Regions from separate parts of the Zea mays genome. Here region 2 is linked to region 1. The links are chromatin contacts, called in public Hi-C maps. All regions are on one chromosome and are shown on one strand. The core of a region is the stretch at or near the end of the contact, and the rest is flanking DNA. Distances in the headings are between cores, read along the strand shown. Region 1 overlaps LOC100274475. Region 2 holds the start of LOC103631564.

Evidence for each region. Hi-C and Micro-C count contacts between places; a contact is called where the count stands out from the background.
Region 2: a Hi-C map of leaf shows a contact between it and region 1, with 5 times the contacts expected there. The contact joins the promoter of LOC103631564 here to the enhancer-like site in region 1. A contact is called at or near these places in 4 of 25 Hi-C or Micro-C datasets (ear, leaf and tassel).

Annotation. Positions count from the first base shown.
Region 1 is chr6:164,323,244-164,327,333 of Zm-B73-REFERENCE-NAM-5.0, reverse strand. LOC100274475 reads right to left here. Exons shown (of 9, transcript NM_001148834.1): 7 at 3,876-3,934; 8 at 3,699-3,800; 9 at 2,864-3,229. The coding sequence ends at 3,093. Among protein-coding and RNA genes, the nearest start is that of LOC100274475, 12 kb to the right of the region's middle. Within about 2 kb of position 2,488, at least 16 of the 20 cell types and tissues checked have an H3K27ac peak or open chromatin away from gene starts, as enhancers often do. A contact at or near this core is called in ear, leaf and tassel, where this site is marked.
Region 2 is chr6:164,417,582-164,421,520 of Zm-B73-REFERENCE-NAM-5.0, reverse strand. LOC103631564 reads right to left here and starts at 2,542. Exons shown (of 1, transcript XM_008652446.2): 1 at 1,593-2,542. The coding sequence starts at 2,542. The coding sequence ends at 1,811. LOC100502152 reads left to right here and starts at 3,486. Exons shown (of 1, transcript NM_001196630.1): 1 at 3,486-3,939. The coding sequence starts at 3,634.

The DNA.
Region 1 (4,090 bases), core at 1,239-3,738:
TGTTTTTTTTATCTACTACTCTGTTTCAAATATAATTCGTTTATCTTTTTCAACCTCCAATTTGATCGCTCGTTTTATTAAAAAAATTCATGAGAAATAAAAAATAAGCCACATGTAAAGTATATTTGATAATAAACAAAATCATAATTACATTTTTTTATTTTTAACAATTTTTTAAATAAGACGAATGGTTAAATTTAAGATTAAAAAAGTTAAACGAACTATAAATTAGGACAGAGGGAATAATATAATAGTAGTATCTCTACTAACTATTAAGCGCTTACTCTAGACTGCCCCCGCCCCCGCCTCCGCCTGCTCGACCTCCGGAAACCCCGCCTGTGCAAACCTCCGCGAGAGCCATGTCCGCCGCAAACCTCCCGCCCGCCCGCCTCGCTGTGATACCCGTCCGCCCATCCGCAAACCTCCGACCGTCGCGATCCTCAAGCCCGCAAATCCCTCCGCGAATCGCGTCGCGACCATCGCAACGCCGCGAACCGCCCGCCGCATGCCCTGCACAACCCGTGGAACCCCGCAGCCGCCCCCGAGCAAACCCCGCCGCAATCCGTTCGTCGCGTCCCCCGAGCAATCCCGAGCAAGTCGTTGATTGTCTACTCCCCCGTCGTAATCCGTCCGTCGTGCCGCGACCGCCGCATACTCCTCCGCAAACCGAAAGCCCCGAGCTCAATCCCCCGCGCGCGGCCCCGAGCAATCCACTGTGCTGATGGGGCACAAGGGTAACACATGCTCAGGTCTTAACATGTTTGGCTTCCGAGCAAACTTTCTCTAGACCCCCAAGAAAATATAAGATCCGCTCAGATATGTGTCGATGCTCATCCCAGCGTACTCCCGTTGCAACGCACGGGCACAAACCTAGTACTACTTGAAGGGATGATGACACCTAAGAGGTGGGATAAATTAGGAAACTTAAAATTACTTTTTAAACTAAAGCCTATAATATTTACCTAATCAGAACTTATGAGAAAGTAATCTATCTAGAAGTGCACCTATAATTTTGCTAGGTGTGTTGCTATTTTTGCCGCAAAAGAGTTATGCAACCTAGGCTCTACCAACTAGCCTAAACTATGAAGGTAAAGCACACAACCAAGATACACAATGTAAATATAAAAGTTAAACAGTGATAGGGATACAAGCTCCTATTCGATGGCGTTGGTATTTTTACCAAGGTATCGAAAAATGTGCAAGTTTCTACCTAGTTCTTGTTAGATCCTCTCGCACGGATGCCCATGCGACGGTCAAGCTCTCGGTTGGGTCACCTCCTAGACAGCCACAAACCTTTTTCACGCACAAGTGAATCTTTAAAATAGCCTCTGCCGAATTACTCCTCGCTATCTTCACTATCAAGTTTCTAGTTGAAACATCGTAGGATTTATTCCCTCTAGTACACGATGGCGACCACACTATAAAAACAGTTGGTATGATGTCGCAAGACTACAAGACCATCCAAATACAACTCTAATGTTGTGTGAAGCACCAAGTGGTTTGAACTTTGAAGTATGCAAGCCTCACTAAACATTAGGTCTAAACTTAGAGCAAGCGCTATAAGTGATGGTCTAGCTAGCCTAAGCATTGCACATACGCTAATGATCGAGCGATTTTTTGATCAATTGGGTGTATCAGAGCAAATATTAATGAGCCGAGTCTCCACATATTATATATGTTTCTTAGCTCCCATTCCCCTAAAATGGTTGGTTGGGTCTATTTATTGCTCCCATGGAGTGATATACTCGTTGCAACTACAACAACCATCTTTGCTTACCACTGGACAATCCGTCAAGGTACAACACCTCGCAATGGCTACGGTGTAAGCAATATCCGTTGCAAACAGTTGGAGCGCGCCTCTGTAGTGCACACTATGATGCTTTTCATTGGACCAGTCCAACATCTCTTTTCCTTCTTTGGAACCTCTCTATCTACCGTCGGACCCTACATCTGATTGTCCGATGCTCTTAAGCCGTCTTGGATCGACGCTTTTTAGAGCATGATCAATGTCTTCATTTGGTTCGACGTCCTGTTATTCTCTCGGTCCTGCGCCCTACTTACCCTGGATAGTTGTATCATATGGTCCGATGCTTGGTATAATACCCTTGCTGATGCCAACTAGGGTTTTCTCCAACCGCATCCTTTTCACTTATTAGTTTCTTCATGATCTTCATGCGAGACTTGATTCTGTCTGGTCCTTTAAACTTTTGTATATTCTTGTAGATCTTCAACCTAATGTCTTGCTTAAGGTGTGTTGACCATTCGGATAATCGCTTTGCCTAAGTCAAAATTCATTTTTGAATTATATCTGAAAACACTAGTAAATAATATTAGTCTACATAAGCATGTTAATCATGAAACGCCAAAGCTAAAGTGGAAATGGACCTTCATCTATTTGTTTTTCTTATAGCATGACACCATGGATATGACACTACCGAAGGAGCGGCCCACAGTGCCTCACTGCTGTGGGCCAGAATGCTAGTGTAGTACTTCTCACAGATCCTGGAGCTGGTTTCTAGTCTCGAGCCTGGATCTAGTTGAAGAATATCCACATGATTGGTTGCCCGCACCATTCCATCCTGAATCAGCATGTGCGTTGACTTTGGGTAAGAGTTTGTTTGGTTGTCTGTACACGAGAAATTATAGTTGCATGAGTGGATGCAAAATAAGTCATTCTAATGTTATTTACCTGCATCTGCACATACGCCAGAAATAGCCGTACCTGACCGACCAGGCTCACGTGAGACTGTATGTGTGGACGCAGTAAACCAATCAGACCCTATATGTACAATACTAAAGTTTTAGTGGACCGCTGAAGGCAGATTCTGTAGTGACAAATTAGTAGGTCAACCTCATTCCCATTCCTATTAACTCTATATATTTATCATGGAGAGCATGAATGACAGTTAAACAATGACGGCGTGGCCGTTGCAGTTACATCTTGCTGTGTAAAATAAAATCAATAGTTGCAAAAACAGACACCCATTATCTACCTTCAATGTTAGAGGCAAACTAAAAAGGGTAAAACAGCTAAACAAAAGCAAGTATTTCGTGGAGCAAAAATTTTGAGAGAACAGCTGGCACATTGGAAACTATCTGATTAGCGATTGTGCACGTTGTTGACGCTGATCCTCCTTCAACTTCTCCCTGGGCGAGAGCTTGTCGCCAATCAGTGTGAACTTCCAGCGATCTGCTTGAAGTACGAACACTGAACCAGCTTTTGGTACAACTGCAGGTTCCAAAGTAGTAAGTTGTTCAGAAAGTCTACAGTTAGTGTATCTGAATTTCACAAGCACAACAGATACCAACAACAGCAAGCCTTTGACTATAACATTTGATGTGTTTGTAAGCAGATGAAAAATCATGGCTGCATGAACCTCTGACCATAAAATTTTCAGATCATGCGCTGTAAAAGTGTTTCGGTCAGAACAAAGGCTATGAATCACAAGCAATTATTTCACAACTCAACATGTATCCTATGGAGGTAGAGCTATAGAAGAAGGATTAATTGTATACAAGCCACTCAATTTTTGCTACACAAAATAAAATACAGTTAATCACTCAATTTTTACAGTGCATGGAATATAGCAATAGAACAAGGCTGATTAATCACTTTAAGAGCCATTTTGTTACACAAAATAAAATACAGCTAATGCAAGTGATTCACAATACAGCACCAAAAAGAGAAGGATACATACCTCGGAAGCGGTTGTCCTCGGATATAATTCCAAACGTCTCTGCAGTATCCCGAATCATGATGCCGTTTACACCTTTATATGAAGCAGCTTTGCATTCTGCCACTGGATACCTCAAAGACATATAAGCATGATTGGATTAAAAGAAAGTTGAATAAAGTAAGCCAGCATATGGATCACCTATTAGAAGGGCCCCATGAAGATCTGCTGAAAGAAGGTTCTCAGTAAATTTCTTTTTCCTGTGGTGAAGACAGGGCATGTAATTAGCTCATATAGGGTACATACAGGAACATGCAGTCAGGCACAATAATAGGGTTTACATTAAAGTTTTCCAAAAGCTAGAGTTGGTCCACTACTCTGAATGTGCTTGCTTCACACTCAGGATAATTATTGCC
Region 2 (3,939 bases), core at 1,293-3,792, 94 kb before region 1:
CTTTGTTTGAACCGTGATCAAAGCCACGGCTGGAGCACGGCGGTCGATGTATGGGGACCGGGTCACGAAGCGACGAGATCACGAGGAAAAGGTAAATTGAAAAAGCGGAGGCCTGGACAGTCGCCACTGCCATCGCCAGTGATCGCTCTCGCCTCCATGAATCATCTTCCACTGCCGGCCCACCGGGTTGCGCGGGCCGCATGGCGAACCCGATGTCACGGCACGGCACAAGACCAGACCACCATGTGCGCGCAGCTAAATTTTTTAAAAATGTAACGGAGTCTTGATTTCTTTTAAAAGATAGTTTAGCAGAACCCAGTCCCAATCGCACCAGGCACCACCAGTGCAGGCAGCATTGGAGGCGATCTCCGTGCTACCCGGTCGACGGCGGGACGCGTTCATCTGCCGCTTCGCTCTGACTTGGCGGGAATGAGCATCACATGATTGGCCAGCACTCCACCAGCAGGCAGCAGTTGGAACAAGTTTTGCAGATCGCACAAGCGGATTCTGTGACGTGACGGATACACCTGTCCGCAATCGCTTCCGCGGAACACAGCGTAGCAAGGAGGAGCAATCAATCGTAAATGCAGCAGACACCCCCCGGATGATGACGGCTCCTCGCGACGCCGCGTATCGTGCAGGGCGCTTTGCAGGTTGCAACGACCAACCAACCGCTGTATTATTATGGACGCGAAAACAATCCGTCGACCAGCAGTAACCACACACGCAATGGAATGGAATTATGGAAAGAAGCGGAGGCACCAGGGAGTTCACGTCTTGTACTAATTCATACCTTAGGGCCTTCCCATCGGAAGTTTCTCATTCATCATAGTTCCATTCTCATCTAATTTCATTTTCATTAAATTAGATGACATGTAAACGTATTTGATGACATGACTCGATATTTATGATGTGAGAGATTGAGAGTTTCAAGGACGAAAATAAAGTTTTATAGACAAAAACTGATGTGTTATTTTTGAAACACTGCAATGAAGCTTCCACTGACAATAACCTTCTAATAATAAACGTACGTGTAGATGCATACAACAACCAGAACTTTTAGTGTCTATTCGGTTGGCTCGGATTAAGACCTGAAACTATTTCTGCTCATCAATTTTAATACTAAGGCCTTGTTCGTTTCTGCCGGATTGGTGGGTCGAAACAATTTCTGACCGGATTGCTTCTCTAATTTATATAAACTTTGATTAGCTGGAACGATTCCGGGTGCAATCCGACGGAAACGAATAAGGCCTAATAAAACTAACATTCCACGTGAAACAGTTCCAAAGGATCCGTTCCCAACAAAACGAACAAGAACCGGAACCGTGATCTGACTCCTATAGTCCTACTAGTACTGGAACTGCAAGGACTGTTCTAGTTATACTGCTATACTCTAATCCAAGGTCGGAGGAAAATAACTCCAGATGACACTAATCACTAGTAAGTTTTACTGAATCGGTACAAGAACACCGATCACTATTCGTCCACAAATGTTTGTCGGTATTCATAAAGTTTGACTAGATTTATAAATTATATTAGCAACAATTATATCTTAAAATGTTTTACTACAAATAGATTAAAGATTTATCTAATGATATTCAATATGTAATATAAATATAAATACTTTTTATATAAATACAGTCAAAGTTAAAAATGTTTGACTCTTCCAAACATGACCAACATTTGTGTACTGAGTGACAGCTTTCTCCTCCTCATCAAGCTCCATAGCAGTCTGTGTACAGAGTACAGCTAGTAGAGTTTGAATAATAATTAAACAGAAAACCAGTACCAGGTGGATCGTGGATCTAGATCAGGCGACGGGAACGGGTACGCAGCAGGCGGGGCACCGGACGAGCCCGTTCTCGTTGCACTCGGCACAGGCGCGGAACCCGCCGCCGCCCTTGAGGCTGTACCGCTTGTGGCTGCCGTCGCAGGCGCCGCAAAGCAGGTAGCGCTCGCCGCCGCAGCGGGCGCAGCTGCCGGAGAACGCGGGCCCGGGAGCGGGGGCGACGATGCGGCGGAGCTCCCCGGACTCGTGGAGGCGCCGGACCTCGTCGGCGCCGCCGAGGTGGCGGCCGCCGACGAAGACCTGGGGCAGCGCCACGCGGGGGAGGAGCGCGGCGAGCTCGGGCAGGTGGCCGGGGTCCATGGAGAGGTCGCGCTCGTCGACGGCCGCGCGGAGCCCGCGCAGGATGGCGCGCACCGCGCGGCAGTCCTCGTAGGTGCCGCGGACGACGCGGAGGGACGTGAAGTACAGCACCACCCGCCCGCCGCCCGGCACCGGCTCCTTGTCCTTGCCAACGGGCGCCGCCGGAGGCCGGGACGGGGGCTGGTGGAGCGTGCGGAGGGCCCGGAGCGCGGAGGCGGCGACGCGGATGCGGTGCAAGACGCGCGGCGACGGGGAGGCGGAGGGCGGGGCTGTGGCGGCGGAGTCCGGCGCCAGCAGCGACCGGAGGTCCTTGAGAGACGGGTTGGGGATGGAGAGGCGCGAGGACGCGCCGGCGCCTGCGGCGGGGACGAGGGCTGTGGAGGTGGAGGCGTGTCATGACCCAAGTGTGGCCCAGAAGAAGCCCAGCCTACCTGCCCATTTGCCAAGGCCGAAGCCCACTCTATCCAACCCAATTGCTGAAGCCAAAGACCACGAGGACAAAGAGGAGCTGAGGCATCGATGCAGAGGACAGGAAATTATTCAGAAAGAAGAAAGACCGAGGAACACAGGAAGCTCGTCTTCCTCCTCTGGCTGTGAGATCCTATCCCCCTCTCGATTTCCCCTGCAATTACTCACGCTCCCGGATTGATCTCGCCGGTGTAGCCACGGGTATTACAGTGGTATCAGAGCCAGTTATCCTCGGCGTGGGTGTTGCAGCGGTGCTGTTGCAGCGGCGGCGGTGCTCTCCACCTCGTCTTCGCTGGTGTTCCTGGGCACGGGTTGCTCGAGCGCCGTTCCGACGCGCGGTGCCCTGATCCAGCCCCGACCCGCCCTGCCCCATCTGCTCCCTTCTTCCCGTGCTCCAGCAAGCCCAACCCTAGTCGGCGGCGCTGCGGGCCCCACTCGCCGGCGACGCATCTCTCCGGCCTCGATTCGGCCGGCGGTGCATCTTCTCCGGCCTCCCCGCACACGGATCCGACGCGGGCGCGCGCGGATCGGCCCTCCTCGCGGCGATTGGAGGCGCATGCGGCGGTTCCAGAGGTCCGGTTCGGCTCGGGCGCCGTTTCGTTCCGCGGCAACGACTCCCCGGTGCTGCAGTGACTCCTGTCGGCGCTTCCTCCGGTGGCGGGTTCGCGAGTACGACAGGCAGTGAGCGACGGCGGCGCTCGACTCCTGCAGGCACGCAGCGCAGATTCCCATCAGAGACGTCGATCCGCAGCATGGGTCGAGTTGAGCTCGACTTCCAGTCGACATGCACATCGAGGGCGCGGTCAGATCACCATGGTCGTGGCTGCTACATCAGCGGTGTAGAGTGTGAGGCTTGTCTGAGGTGGTCTGAAGGCTTATTGGATCTGCTAGCTCGTGGTGAAGAGTCCATAGTTGATAAGGAAACCAAGCGAGTTGCCGATCCAGACATCCATGATGAGTTACCTCATGTTAATAGCACTCAGTTTGCTTTAGAGCTTCACGTGAATGCTGCTTCTATGGTGCCTCTTGAAAATGAGATGGTAGAGAACAAAGATGCAGAGAAATTTCGTGAGAAAATGCCTTTCGATAACATCGTATGGGATGAGGAACTAGCATCAGATGGCAACACACATGATGGCTTATTGCAGCAGCTAGCTGAGGTGGAGGACCAGACCCAGTACAAGAAGGTCTGCACAGTGTTGTCTGAGAGCGAGGCACAGGTGTATGATGAAATACTTGGCAAGGTTGTATGGGACGAGGAAATGTCATCCGAGCTTGACATGGACAATGACTTATTGGGACTGCTGGTTTCTGGCGGGGAG